Linked DNA regions of Bicyclus anynana: region 1 is linked to region 2. Evidence: chromatin contacts called from public Hi-C data. All regions are on one chromosome and are shown on one strand. The core of a region is the stretch at or near the end of the contact, and the rest is flanking DNA. Distances in the headings are between cores, read along the strand shown. Region 1 holds the start of LOC112054996 (mannosyl-oligosaccharide alpha-1,2-mannosidase IA). Region 2 overlaps LOC112053036.

What was found. Hi-C and Micro-C count contacts between places; a contact is called where the count stands out from the background.
Region 1: a Hi-C map of whole larva shows a contact between it and region 2, with 2.9 times the contacts expected there. The contact joins the promoter of LOC112054996 here to the enhancer-like site in region 2. A contact is called at or near these places in 2 of 2 Hi-C or Micro-C datasets (whole body and whole larva).

Annotation. Positions count from the first base shown.
Region 1 is chr12:5,445,868-5,452,091 of ilBicAnyn1.1, forward strand. It overlaps LOC112054996 (mannosyl-oligosaccharide alpha-1,2-mannosidase IA), which reads left to right and starts at 3,244. Exons shown (of 10, transcript XM_052884718.1): 1 at 3,244-3,963. The coding sequence starts at 3,352.
Region 2 is chr12:5,379,393-5,386,167 of ilBicAnyn1.1, forward strand. All of the region lies in intron 2 of LOC112053036, which reads left to right. Among protein-coding and RNA genes, the nearest start is that of LOC112053036, 34 kb to the left of the region's middle. Within about 2 kb of position 4,724, at least 8 of the 8 cell types and tissues checked have open chromatin away from gene starts, as enhancers often do.

The sequences.
Region 1 (6,224 bases), core at 1,994-4,493, 65 kb after region 2:
AGTGGCGACATTGCTTTGTACAAACATTCTCTCACCCCAAACTCATACGACTGTAATATTTTCGTAGCTACTACGTAACGGCGTAAATATAATAAAAAGTAGAAAATAATTGTTTCATCTACTTGGATTTAATATAAAATACAGCTATTTTTTTACTGAAATATTAAAAGGTGGTTATAGATTTATTTGATATTGTTACAATTAGTTTTTAAAATGCAAATTCCTAAAAAACATAAAACCCAAACAACAATACAAAAACCTAGAACCCATCGTTTTAAAAAATTAACTTCTGTCAAGTTGGCAATTTCACAGTGTTGCCTAACAAAATTCAATTCGTTATTTTTGGGGAGAATTAAATAAATAAAATTGTTAGACAAAAATTGAGATAAACTAAATGTTTTATTAAACTATTACACCATTAGTTTTTATTATTATAAACACATAACTTTGAAACAATGGTTTATTTGTTTAGTTTACAGCCGAGTGTAACATTATTAAGCATGTTTTTCAGTATCTGAGTGGTTTCTATACTAATATTATAAAGAGGTAAAATTTGTAAGTTTGTAAGTTTGTCACATTTTTAAAATGGGGTAATCTTCGGAACTACTGGTCCGATTTTAAAAATTCTTTCACCAGTAGAATGCTACATTATCGGGGAGTGCTATGGGCTATATTTTATATTGGTATCATATATATTAGCCGAGTTATCACAGTTTTTGTCATACAGGTCGGACTGAAAATCCTCTTAAACAGACTTATTCGCATGCGCTGCCTTAACTATTGTGTAAAATTTAAATTAATGTATGGAGACTTTATGTATCTTTAAAAGTTCTACAAAAAAGTCCGCGACACCATATATCTATCTTCTATATATTAGCAGATATAGTAACTTTTGTGTTTTAAAAATTATTAATTTTATATACTTAGGTTTACGTCATTATTTATACAACTAAACTTTAATCCTTATTAAAATAAATTATTTAATAATCACAAGGATATTATGGAGATAAGATTTGCCCTTTACAGTATGTTAATTACTTAAATAGTTTCGGAGATAATACAAAATTTGTAAAAGACGCAGAAATTCCGCTATATGACGCCCGGCGCTTTAATTTACGTAGTTCCCGTTCCCGTGTGAATATGGGGATCAAACATAGCTTATGACACTCGCAAATAACGTAGCTTTCTATTGGTAAAACAATTTTCCAAATCGGTCCAGTAGATCCAGAGATTACCTCCTACAACCACACGAACTTTACCTCTTTATATTATTAGCATAGAAGTCTCTATTTCTCTTGGTCATACCACCACTCTCGAAGGACTGGACCGATTTTGCTAAGGGTAGGAGTAAGATAGAGAAGTTACAGGGTAGGGTCGGGTACGGGTAGGGAAGCGTAGGGGTAGTGTAGGAGTAGGGTAGGGGTAGGGTAGGGGTAGAGGTAGGGTAGGGGTAGGGTAGAGGTACGGGTAGGATAGGGTAGTGGTAGGGTAGGGGTAGGATAGGCGTGAGATAGGGGTACGGGTGGGATAGGAGTAGGAAAGGGAAAGGGTACGGGGAGGGTAGGGGTAGAATGGAGGTAGGGTATATGTAGGGGTTGAGTAGGGTAGGGTTGGGGTAGGGGTAGGGTAGGGGTAGGGTAGGGTAGGGGTAGGGTAGGGTAGGGGTAGTAGTAAAGTTGACATCGAAATTTACGCGGACGAAGTCGCGGGCGTCCGCTAGTCTTTAAATAAAATTATATGTTCTCGTATATTATTTATTATAAAAACTCAACAAAATATAAAAGTTTCTTTTAAATTGGTTTAGCTAGCTTAAAAAATCTTAAAGCTTAATTTTTTGAAACGTCAAGTTTGATTATTTGTAAATTTTTCTGGAATACTCTTGAATATGTTGTATAATTATTAAATTAGATAAGAGGCCAAGTAATATACTGATTTAATGAATATAATTTAATTTAAAACAAACAGATTGATTTTCAAAAGTGTGTTCCATCACGCGGCGAGAAGATAAAGATGTCACTGCAAATATAAAATCAAATATGTTTTGTACATAGATACATAGATAGATGATAAACACGGTTACCAATATACTAATATTGCCAACCCAATTATCATTTTACAATAACTACCACTGGTTTGGAAGGCAGGTCCTACTGAGAAGCGCCGGTAGTAAATTTTATAGTTGCTCCACAGAGCAATCAATTATATATAGATGGAGCGTACGGGACACGACGGTGTCGTAGTCGCTCCAAATACAAAATTCAAAAACGAATACATATTAACTACTATTTTTTTATTAGTAATTATTGATTATTATATTATTTTCGTAATTGTTGTTAGTGTTAAATTTTGAAATACAAATTATGAAAAAGTTTGTAGGTATATGCGGGTGTCAAGGAGACAAGTTTTTTAATGGATTTCACCGGTTTCAGTACGTTGCTTGTAAAGACTAACTCTGGCAGTGTTGCCAGTTCGGTCTTGTGAGAAGTTACCCGAAATATTAAAAAAGTAACCTTTTTGTGTAAAAAGTAACCTTTTCACTAACTACTCTTGCTTTTTGCGTTCCACAGCATGGGTAAACCACCATTTCAGCCTCTGGGGGCTAAAGTAATTTTGTTTTTTTTTTAATAACTGTCTGTTACGAATATTAGCCAAGTACTAAATTACTATAAACTGAAGATTTTACTCGTAAATAGAATCATCTTAAGTAAGGCCCTGATTGTTTGCCTTTTCCTCATGGGATAAGAAAAATACTATTAAAGAGCAAGAATTTAAAAAAAAAATATTTCTTAAATTCATACTTGATTTTTTTACGAAATTCAATGTGACTGCAACTTACTTATTTCGCAACGTCAATTGTAACGTCTTCATTTATAGTGAGATTGACACAGAAACATCGATGACTTCTTGAGCATTTGTCCGCATTTCTTGATTTAACGACCGTTCTGTTTTAGATATACGAAATTGTAAGTTAATTCTAAAAATTCCTAAATATCACGTAAAAGTAACCTTTTTATTAATGTAACCTAAAAGTAACCAATGCAGTCAAAAAATCACCTAAAAGGTTACAAAAGTAACCTTCTGGCAACACTGAACTCTGGTTACTCTGTGAGTTGCTATTTAAAAATCATCATTCTTTACAATAGAGTTTTTTTTATTTATATTTTATGTTTCATACATTAAAATAGTTGTTCCAAATAAAATGGGTAATTTTAATCTTACATATAGCAACACTAAAAATTGGCATTTCATTTTACCAGTTCTCTAATGGCGACCACCAATGACGGGTCGCCTGCTGGAATCTGACGTTCAGTTATTATTTAGGATATTATTAGATACTGTGTTTACGTAAACATGACGGGAATTTTACCGAGTTACCAACGATTCGTTAACGGGGTGCCCGTGCCGTCCATATCCAGACGCTCGTTTCGTCTTCGCGAAAAATATTTGATTATTTCTGTTCTCTTGACATTTGGGATCGTGTGGCTAGGTGCACTTTTCTATTTGCCCGAGTTCAAAAGTTCCACGAGTGTGAACGACAGTGTTTATAATGTGTACAAACGTATACAAAAAGCTGGGCCAGAGCTCCTCATGCCTCCGCCTCTCGCTCAGAACGAAGTCGGTGACTTCCCCGTGGTGGGAATCGCACGTCATGGGGAGGAGGGTGACGACCCTCACGTAGTTGAAGACAGGAATCGTTTAAAAGCGAAGATAGACGAGGACATGGGTATGAAAGTTTTAGAAAGGCCTCAGTTTGACGTCGCACCATCTGGCTCGTCTTCCCGAGGGCCCAGCAAACCTCCAGTGGACGCCATCGAGGAGCCAGCACTGGGTAACAATGCTGCTAACAAGAATGTGTCCCCACCGGCCCTGAAGGTGGATAGTGCAGTCCAGAAGTATGTTATACCAGCCATGGATCCAGGCACAGATATAGACGTCCGGCGTAAAAGGGATACTGTTAAAGAGGTAAGACTATCAATGTTCCATCAAATATGCTCAAATAATTATAAGGATGGTATGTTAGACTGCTTTCAAAACATTCCTCACTTTCATTGATACAATTTGTCTTGAACAGTAGTGAAACTAGAACATAAATCAATTACTATAGATATATCAATTGCTAGACATAGCACAAGTAAAGATTTGGAATGTGACCAGATCATAGTCAGCCGAGCTGGCCAAGTGCAGAATCCATTCTTGACACATTTTGAGTTTAACATTTTAACTCTAGTTTAAACATAAAATCTACTATGACACAAATATATATGTATACTATAAAGAATATAGTTAGTGTTCTGGACTTTTTTTATGGAATTATTGAAGGCTTAAAGATACCATGCAAAACTGTTTTCAATGACATGCAACAGTTTTGACAGAGCTTAAAAATGATTCTGATATATGAGGGGAGTTTCAGTATTTCAGTAAGGGTTTAAGACTCGCTTTATGTCATCAAGTCCACCTGGTGGGGGGTCGACCAACACTGCTCTTTGTAGTGTGAGTGCTTGGGACCCCAATGCCACTTCAGCTTCGCAACTCGTTGAGCTATATTGGTGACTTTGACTCTTTTGTGGATTTCTGATTCAATCACTCAGAGATTCATATCTCTCATTTGTGGTGCATTTTTGTTGAGACTGCGGAATTTTCTCATAGCCTTCTTACTTAATAACATCGTCGTCATCAACCCATATACGGCTCACTGCTGAGCTCGAGTCTCCTCTCAGAATGAGAGGGGTTAGGCCACCACGTTGGCCCAATGCGGATTGGCAGACTTCACACACGCAGAGAATTAAGACAATTCTCTGGTATGCAGGTTTCCTCACGATGTTTTCCTTCACCGATTGAGACACGTGATATTTAATTTCTTAAAATGCACACAACTGAAAAGTTGGAGGTGCATGCCCCGGAACGGATTCGAACCCACACCCTCCGGAATCGGAGGCAGAGGTCATATCCACTGGGCTACCACGGCTCTTAATAACATAGTTCAGTATATTAAGTATCTACTTGTAAAAGGGCTTAGTATATTTAATTGTAATGCAATATAATGATATGATAATATTTTCATTACATAATACACACTAAATGTTGACAACTTAAATACCTTTAATCATGTTATTAATGTTCATCAACTTTATGATTGTATCAATAGTGTGTTGATATTAAACTATTGTGTAATACCACAGAATAAATAATAACAAGTCTACAAGGTCACCACAACAACGCTACACTAGACTAGACCTATTTATTGCTTTTTCTCTACCACTGACAATTTGTAGGGTTTGGTTGGTAGATGTTTATAGAAAATTAATATTTTTGTCGCCTTTGCTTATAATATGGGTTAGTTATAATTATTATAGTTGAAACTCAGAAACAGTATCTACAATGTAGCTAAGAAACTCACAATAAATTTCAATCTTATTTAAAATATTCTTATGTCTAGCGTCTAGCATGTAGTGTCTTGTTTCAGCATAACAATGTGGTGATGTCTTTAAGTGGGAAGGCTGTGGATCATATTGGTTTCATAGATAGGTAAATGCAAACAAGCCCTTAAGACAAACTCTGGGTGATAGAAATTTGATATTAACACATCTATGTATCATTATCCACACCATCATCTTTGAAAGAAACAAAGATAATCTTGAAATAAATGTAAATCTGAAATCCTTGTTATTCAATAATCCAGACTGCACAATAAAAGGGAACAAATATTATCACCTAACAAATTAACTTACTAAAAATAGTTGTGTTTAAATTATTTATGTGATAAAATTGGATGCAACATCATATCAGCTAAAATACTCTATAATCTGCTTAGAGACCTGACTAGAACTAGTAATAGTAGTAGCATTCTATATTAGAAAGAGTATCCAAGATAGGTAGGTAGGTTTAGTAGGATCCTACCAAGTTTGAATATGAGAAGGGAGGAACAACATGATTGGTGATTAACAACACAAATGGTAATTTGTTGATGTGCATCATCAAGAAAACCTTAAACCTAAACCCAGGTCACAAGGCCAGGAATCTGCATAGAGTTTTCACTCTGCCATATCCAAATAAAGGATCCAGTATCTGTACGGTAAAGTCATGAAATACCAAGATTTTCGTCTCTCTAAATACTTAGGTGTGTCTACAGTATAATTGAATAATTAACATCACTTATATTAGTTTATCACAACTACTTTATCAGTGTGAATGATTTATGTGATTTAATCAGTTCGCAAAGTGGC
Region 2 (6,775 bases), core at 3,474-5,973:
GTACCTAAAGTAAGTAACTTTAAGTTACCGTATGACGATGAGTTTTTATAAAATTAAAGCTTGAAGTTGTTTTCAAGAATCCATTAAAAATCTGCGGCTTTTGATTATAATAAGTTCTCAATTTTCACTCATGAATGATTCATATTAAGTATCGTTCACGTAGTTATATCATAGAACCTAGCCAGTGTGTAGTTATTTCTCTTTAGTATTTTGATTAGTAAATAATTAAACCCTATTTAAACCCCTTGTGCAAGCCACAATCTTGTGCCGTAATATGTATTTACGTTGTCGTGTGTGACAGGTCTGTTCTAAGTTCACGCTTGGCGGTTCGTCGATATAATTTGATAACCTGGAAGTTATAAGGACTTGTCTCACGGCGATCGGCAGATCTACCCGCCTCGAGCGCCGCCGTGAGAAACATAGGCCGGTCTCGCATCGCGGCACACTCCGTATTATATAAGATGAAATAAGTTATAAGATGTTACCGCAACTGTTAATTCGTTCTTATTCCCAGAGTCTTATCGGAACGATAAGTTTCTGATGACTTGTCTGACGCATCGGCGCGTATAAACGCCTGCGTGCTAGCCTATTCACTATTTTGATCTTTATTATCAACCTATTAAAATAAACATAAAATTAATAGAGAAATGTCAACTACCTACGGTATGATATCCACCAGTAGGCACCGGATGACATGTGTTACATAGAATCTCAATTTCGTATATGTCAACTAGCATGCGTCAAAGATAGTGAATTAGCCTGCTGGTTGTTCCAGTGATTAGCTATTATATCTAGAAGTTGTGAGTTGGCTATGAAATATCTAGCATTTGAGAAAAAATCTTAGCTCAGGTAGTGTTACAGGTGGTGTGTTGTTAGGCCGTGTAAGAGTCCGAGACATTATCATCGTCTCCTTTATCTTGTTCTAATTAAGTCGGGTCGGCAAAATATGTCCATTTCCTCCATTCATCTCTATTACTTGTCAACTCATCCTGCATCTCCCTTTTTTTCTACAAGTTAGCCCTTGACCTTTAAAACCTAATGGTAATGATGCAATCGAAGATCGAAGCGGGCTAAAATCTAAAGCCAATTAAAAAACCTCAATCGGCCCAGCCGGGGATCGAACCCAGGGGGATTCTTTTTGTCTTATAAATCCACCACGCATTCTACTGTGCCACGGAGGCCGTCAAAGTTTAGGGTAATATGGAGCCCATCAATCTGTACCAATGCAGGTTGGCGGGCTTGGGGATAATGTTAAGCTCTCTAACGGCCACCATCAGATGTTAATGATAAGGTCTGTCATTGCTGTCTGCAAAAGTTACGTAACAAACGACAAAGCGTGAAAAACTTATCTCAAATCACATACACGGAATGTCTGGCCGCAATAAACATTTCATAACAGATTGTTTGCGGACACGAATGTTTCTGCAATCTTTTCTAAAGATAAATATTTTCTTTCTTAATAGCTGATGGAATCTGGTGAAAGTGATGTAAACATACGAGATACACAGAAAATATTATTACATAATTAGAAATACATATGTGTAATGTCTTTTGTGTATCTGTTTTTCTATAATGTTTATTAATCTAAGTCTATAAGTATAAAACAATGAGTTATTTTTCTTTATATTTATGTATACCTACTTTTCGTTTACGTCGTCCACGTGGAATTCAGTTTTTCTCAAATCCCGCGGGAACCATGGATTTTTCCAGGATAAAAAGTAGTATAAAATCTATTTTCATTCTACAGAAAAATCGGGGGTAATCTCTGGATCTACTGAGCTACGCTATAAGCGAGTGTCATATTAGGTTATATTTTATTCCCGTATGCCCGAACGAATGTACGAACGGAAATTACGTGAGTGAAACCGCGGGCGTCTGCTAGTACTGTAATAATCCATAATGTTTGAAATTTTTATAAATTACTCGTGTTTATTATTTATACATCGTGAGAATATATTTTATTATGTTCGCGGTCCATCCATCGGTAAATAATTAACTATTGGTGCTTGTATCTAATTTAATTAAAGAATTTCCAGCCAATAAATAAATTTCTTTGCTAATGGTGAGAATGATTATTTCAGTTGTCGTAATCCAGTTTACTTATGAATCTGGTTCACAGACTTGTTCGGCGCGTGAGATAGCTGATATGTTATTATGTTAGACAAGCAGGTACGTGGCTATATTTAGAACTTTCTTTTATTTTTTATTCTTTAGTAACAAAGGTTAAAATTTGAATCTAGTCAACCTAAAGGAACTATGATATTACGATACGATGTACCTAATAAAACAGGATTAAGTAATTTGATATACTACTCGTATGTCTCTACAATAATTTTGTTTTAAGGAGTAATTTTTTTCATCATTATTATCAACCTATATTCGGCTTACTGCTGAGCTCGAGTCTCCTCTCAGAATGGAAGGGGCTAGGCTAAGGCATACCACCACGCTGGCCAAATGCGGATCGGCAAACTCACGGTTTCCTCACGATGTTTTGTCCTTCACCTTTGAGGCAATTTATTATTTTTTTATCTATTTGGTTTCTAATTTATTTACAAACAAGCAACAGAATGTATTTCGAATTTATAAATTTTGTACTATGAATTGGGGGAAAAAAGTAACCTAAAAAATAAACCTAAAATGGTGCATTCTGATAAATTGACGAAAGCTATATTTTCAAGCAGTCTATCAAATTCAATAATACTATTTTGTTTTTTTGACGAGGCGAAAGCTGATCTATGACTCTGAATATTATATAAGTAAGTTAATAAAATAAATATATCAAAATTTATTTGTACTGGCATATAGTGCTATCGTTCGTCATCAACCCATATTCGGCTCACTGCTGAGCTCGAGTCTCCTCTCAGAATGAGAGGGGTTAGGCCAATAGTCCACCACGCTGGCCCAACGCGGATTGGCAGACTCCACACACGCAGATAATTAAGATAATTTTCTGGTATACAGGTTTCCTCACGATGTTTTCCTTCACCGATCGAGACACGTGATATTTTAATTTCTTATAATTTCTTAAAATGCACATAACTGAAAAGTTGGAGGTGCATGCCCCGGACCAGATTCGAACCCACACCCTCCGGAATCGGAGGCAGAGGTCATATCCACTGAGCTATCACGGCTATATGAGTGCTATATGAGTTTTATGTTATAGTATTTTTACTCAGCGACAAGTACCTTTGTTAAGTAATTTAAGAACAGTTTGTTGTCTGCTTATGGTAACAGAACTGTTGACTATAGTCATGGGAACCTTGCGTTGTATTTAAGCGGTAATGTGCAATGTGTCATATTAATCCTCGAAAGTTTACCAATCTGGGAAGCGATTACACAGAGAACAATAGAAGTACGAGCCCGGTGTGAACGTACATCGGAGATTCAACGTAAAGGTGTCACGTGCAGTAATTAATGCCGTAACAGGAAATATTAATTTGAAATCGACTTACGGAACGACAATACACTCTTAATTGATGTTTACGTAACGCGTGGTTAAATACCGATTTTGGTGAATACACTATGTGTTATTAATTGACGGTTACGTAACGTGTGTTTAAATACCGATTTTGGTTAATACATTATGCGATATTAATTGCTTTCCTTTTAAGCCTATTTTTTATTAAAATAGAATTCAAAATTGTTTTATAATTATGTATAATTTATTGTCATTGTCCTGTCTTACGAGTAGCTATTAATATTTTAGTCGCATTAGTATAATTTATTAGAATAACAAAAACCTTAAAATTTTTCATTTAGACCCTAGCTCCCTCCGGATCATTATTTAAATACAAAATGAATATATGTAAAACAACATTAAAAATTCATATTTTCAAATTAACTTTTCCACACGATCACGCGTGATGCAATCAAGAAAAATAAATATTATTTTACACAAACGTTACTTAAAACGTTTATTTTAAGTACATACTATAACCGTTACCGTTGATTTGTTATTCCTTACAGTTGTATAACAGCAATTGTGTGTAAACTCTGTGATTGCTTCATTTATTTCGCAGGCGTTTGAGTAACTTGGACGCCTGAACGAATTCGTTAACGATAGATTACAGTTCTAGAGAACTGTATAGTAATAACTTTAAAAGTAAATAGTTTTCTAATTCGCAGTCCGCATTGAATAAAGTTTTTAGTAATAACTTTTATTCCAACGTAAAACAAAGCATATGTATTGTTATAAACTAAGCACATCAAAATGAATTCATTTTGAAGTAGTGTTTCGAAGCGTTTCGAAGTGAACTAGTTTTGAGGACAAGCACGAAGAAGTATTATAATATTTTAATTTATGTACTGTTCTGGTTTTATTTTTCTTTTATCGCTTATTTTCAATTCTCGATAACTGAGTATTTTCGGTTTCCACTGCTTTATATAATATGCTATCTTATAGTCATTGATATGTTTTAACAATATACACTGAGAGCACTGAGAGATAGCTATAGCAAATTTTATCTTACAATAAAATCCGCGAACCTACACAGCTTTATTTATTTTAAATACACACATTTATTCATGGCTATTCTGTGTGTGACTGTTTTCTATGTTCCTATGTTTGAATGTTTTGTTAACGGTAAACGATTTTTGGAAAGAGGTTAGTCTACTTCTTAGCATAAAAACTTGTTTCGTTTTACTACGTCTTACTACAGACTCAAATAAAAGTTACATTCATTCAATTTCGCGCTTTATCTCCAAGCTCTAAAGTTGACTGTCGGATGGCTGCAATAAAAGGCTTCGAGGCTAATGAAAGTGCAAATGGGATGGCGGTACACGAAGGAAAGGGATAGAGAAAGACCAGTTTATTGTTTTGTGTACCCGTCTGTTTTTAAATTTAAACGGTCGACCAAGTCTTTGAACTTGGGGTAAAGCTTTTTCGAAGTTTTCCAAGTACTAAGAGCTTGATTTTTCTTCTATGATCTGAAATTAAATAATTACTGTAACTTACTATTTAGTACTTGATTCTCACTATGCTCTTTCCGAATTTACTTTGAAATACAATAAATAGGTGATATTCAGTCAAGTTGAATGACAAAAAACAATGCATTTTTAAACATTGCAGTAAAAATAAATTACAGAAAAATACATTGTAGTTAAAACTTCATGAAGAATTATCATTTGAGGCAACATCACTCTATACAAAGTAATATAATTCTTATTATTTTACTAATAAGGTTGGGTTTAGTGCTAATGGTATACCGCAGCAATTTCTTACTAATAAAAGGAGTTTTAAATTGCTTTTTTATCCTTCATCCTAAGCGAAGGGTTGAAAAGGGAAGCGTGAAATGCCTGATTGTTGACTCAGAAAAATGAATTATGATGAATAATAATAGCTACCTATCTCAATACTTCTTTGTGATTGCTTTAAGGAGATTAAAGCTTTTTTGTCTTAGCTTCCTCTTTGTTCCAGTAAGTGAAAATAATATGCACTGATTCTAAGTTTTACGAACCTCTTTTTTTATAATTCTTCAGGTATTAGGTAAATGTTAGTCTAAAACTGCCTTGTAGGTCCAGTGGTTAACCTATGTGGGTTTGGATCATGAAGTCCTGGGTCAAGATGTAAATTACTGAGCTGTTATTTATTTTAAGAAATTTTTAATATTTTTTTAACATAAAAATTTAACCGACTTCAATGACTTCTATTTCACTTATTTTGATTTTAACACAAAATGACTCAACCGATTTTCATAAACATTAAATGGGATTAATCTGGAAGTATACGCTTTCAAACATAAAAAGAATTTTCAAAATTGGTTAAAATATTACGAAGTTATGATCGTAGAATAGTAACATTATCATCGTCATCCCGTCAACCCGCATTGGAGCGGTGTGGTGGGTCTGAACTTCATATCTTCTCTCTTGCAAGAAGTCTGCCCCTGTAGCCAAGTGGTACATCGATTTTCTTTCTACGATCTCAAACGCTTCGAAAACTAGAAAAATGTATGGGAATGACATTTGCTATCAACAGATCGCGTGATCAAGATCTGTCCTCCTTTTGTTTCTCTCCTTCCAAACTTCTTTTCAGCAAGGGACTGAATACACAGTTCCTTGCTCAAAAGTATGCAACATCGTAATCATAAAGTGTCAAGTGTAATGACCCTCTGTATTCTGAGAAAGAGCCATAGTTAATTATTTATTAGATGTAAAATTAAATTATTTCGATCTTTCAAGGAAATTATGGGTAGAAAACTTTCTAATTAGGATTCCAAAATTTATTAAACGAAATTATCTATACCCGACCATATTTCGAAGAGCCGATAGACGTTGGGGTTCCAAGGTGCTGGAATGGCGACCCCGCACCGGAAAGCGCAGTGTTGGTCGACCCTCCACCAAGTGGTGCACTTAGTGGAGCGTCGACCAACACTCAACAACCCAACCAAAGCAACCCGTTTTGATGTCCTCACATCAAATGGGCTGCTGGGAGCCGCTGGATTTTGGCGACTTCGAGTAGTGTTTGGGAATCCATGTCCATGCAAAAAGCCTATGCCCAGCAGTGAATGACCATCGGCTGTTAATGATGATGATGATGAGGATGATGAGGATGATGATGATAATAATGATAATGATTATGATGATACCCGACCAAACCACTATCCCTCATTAGCAACAACGTTCATTTAAAAAAAACACATTAATTATCCTTGCACGAAGTCACTTGAACTTCTTATAAATACTAATAGAACTTGTCTAACTTGAAATCAAACGTACAGATATGGCCGCTAAGTAATTACTACAAATTAACACGTATTTCTAATTGATCGGTTCAATA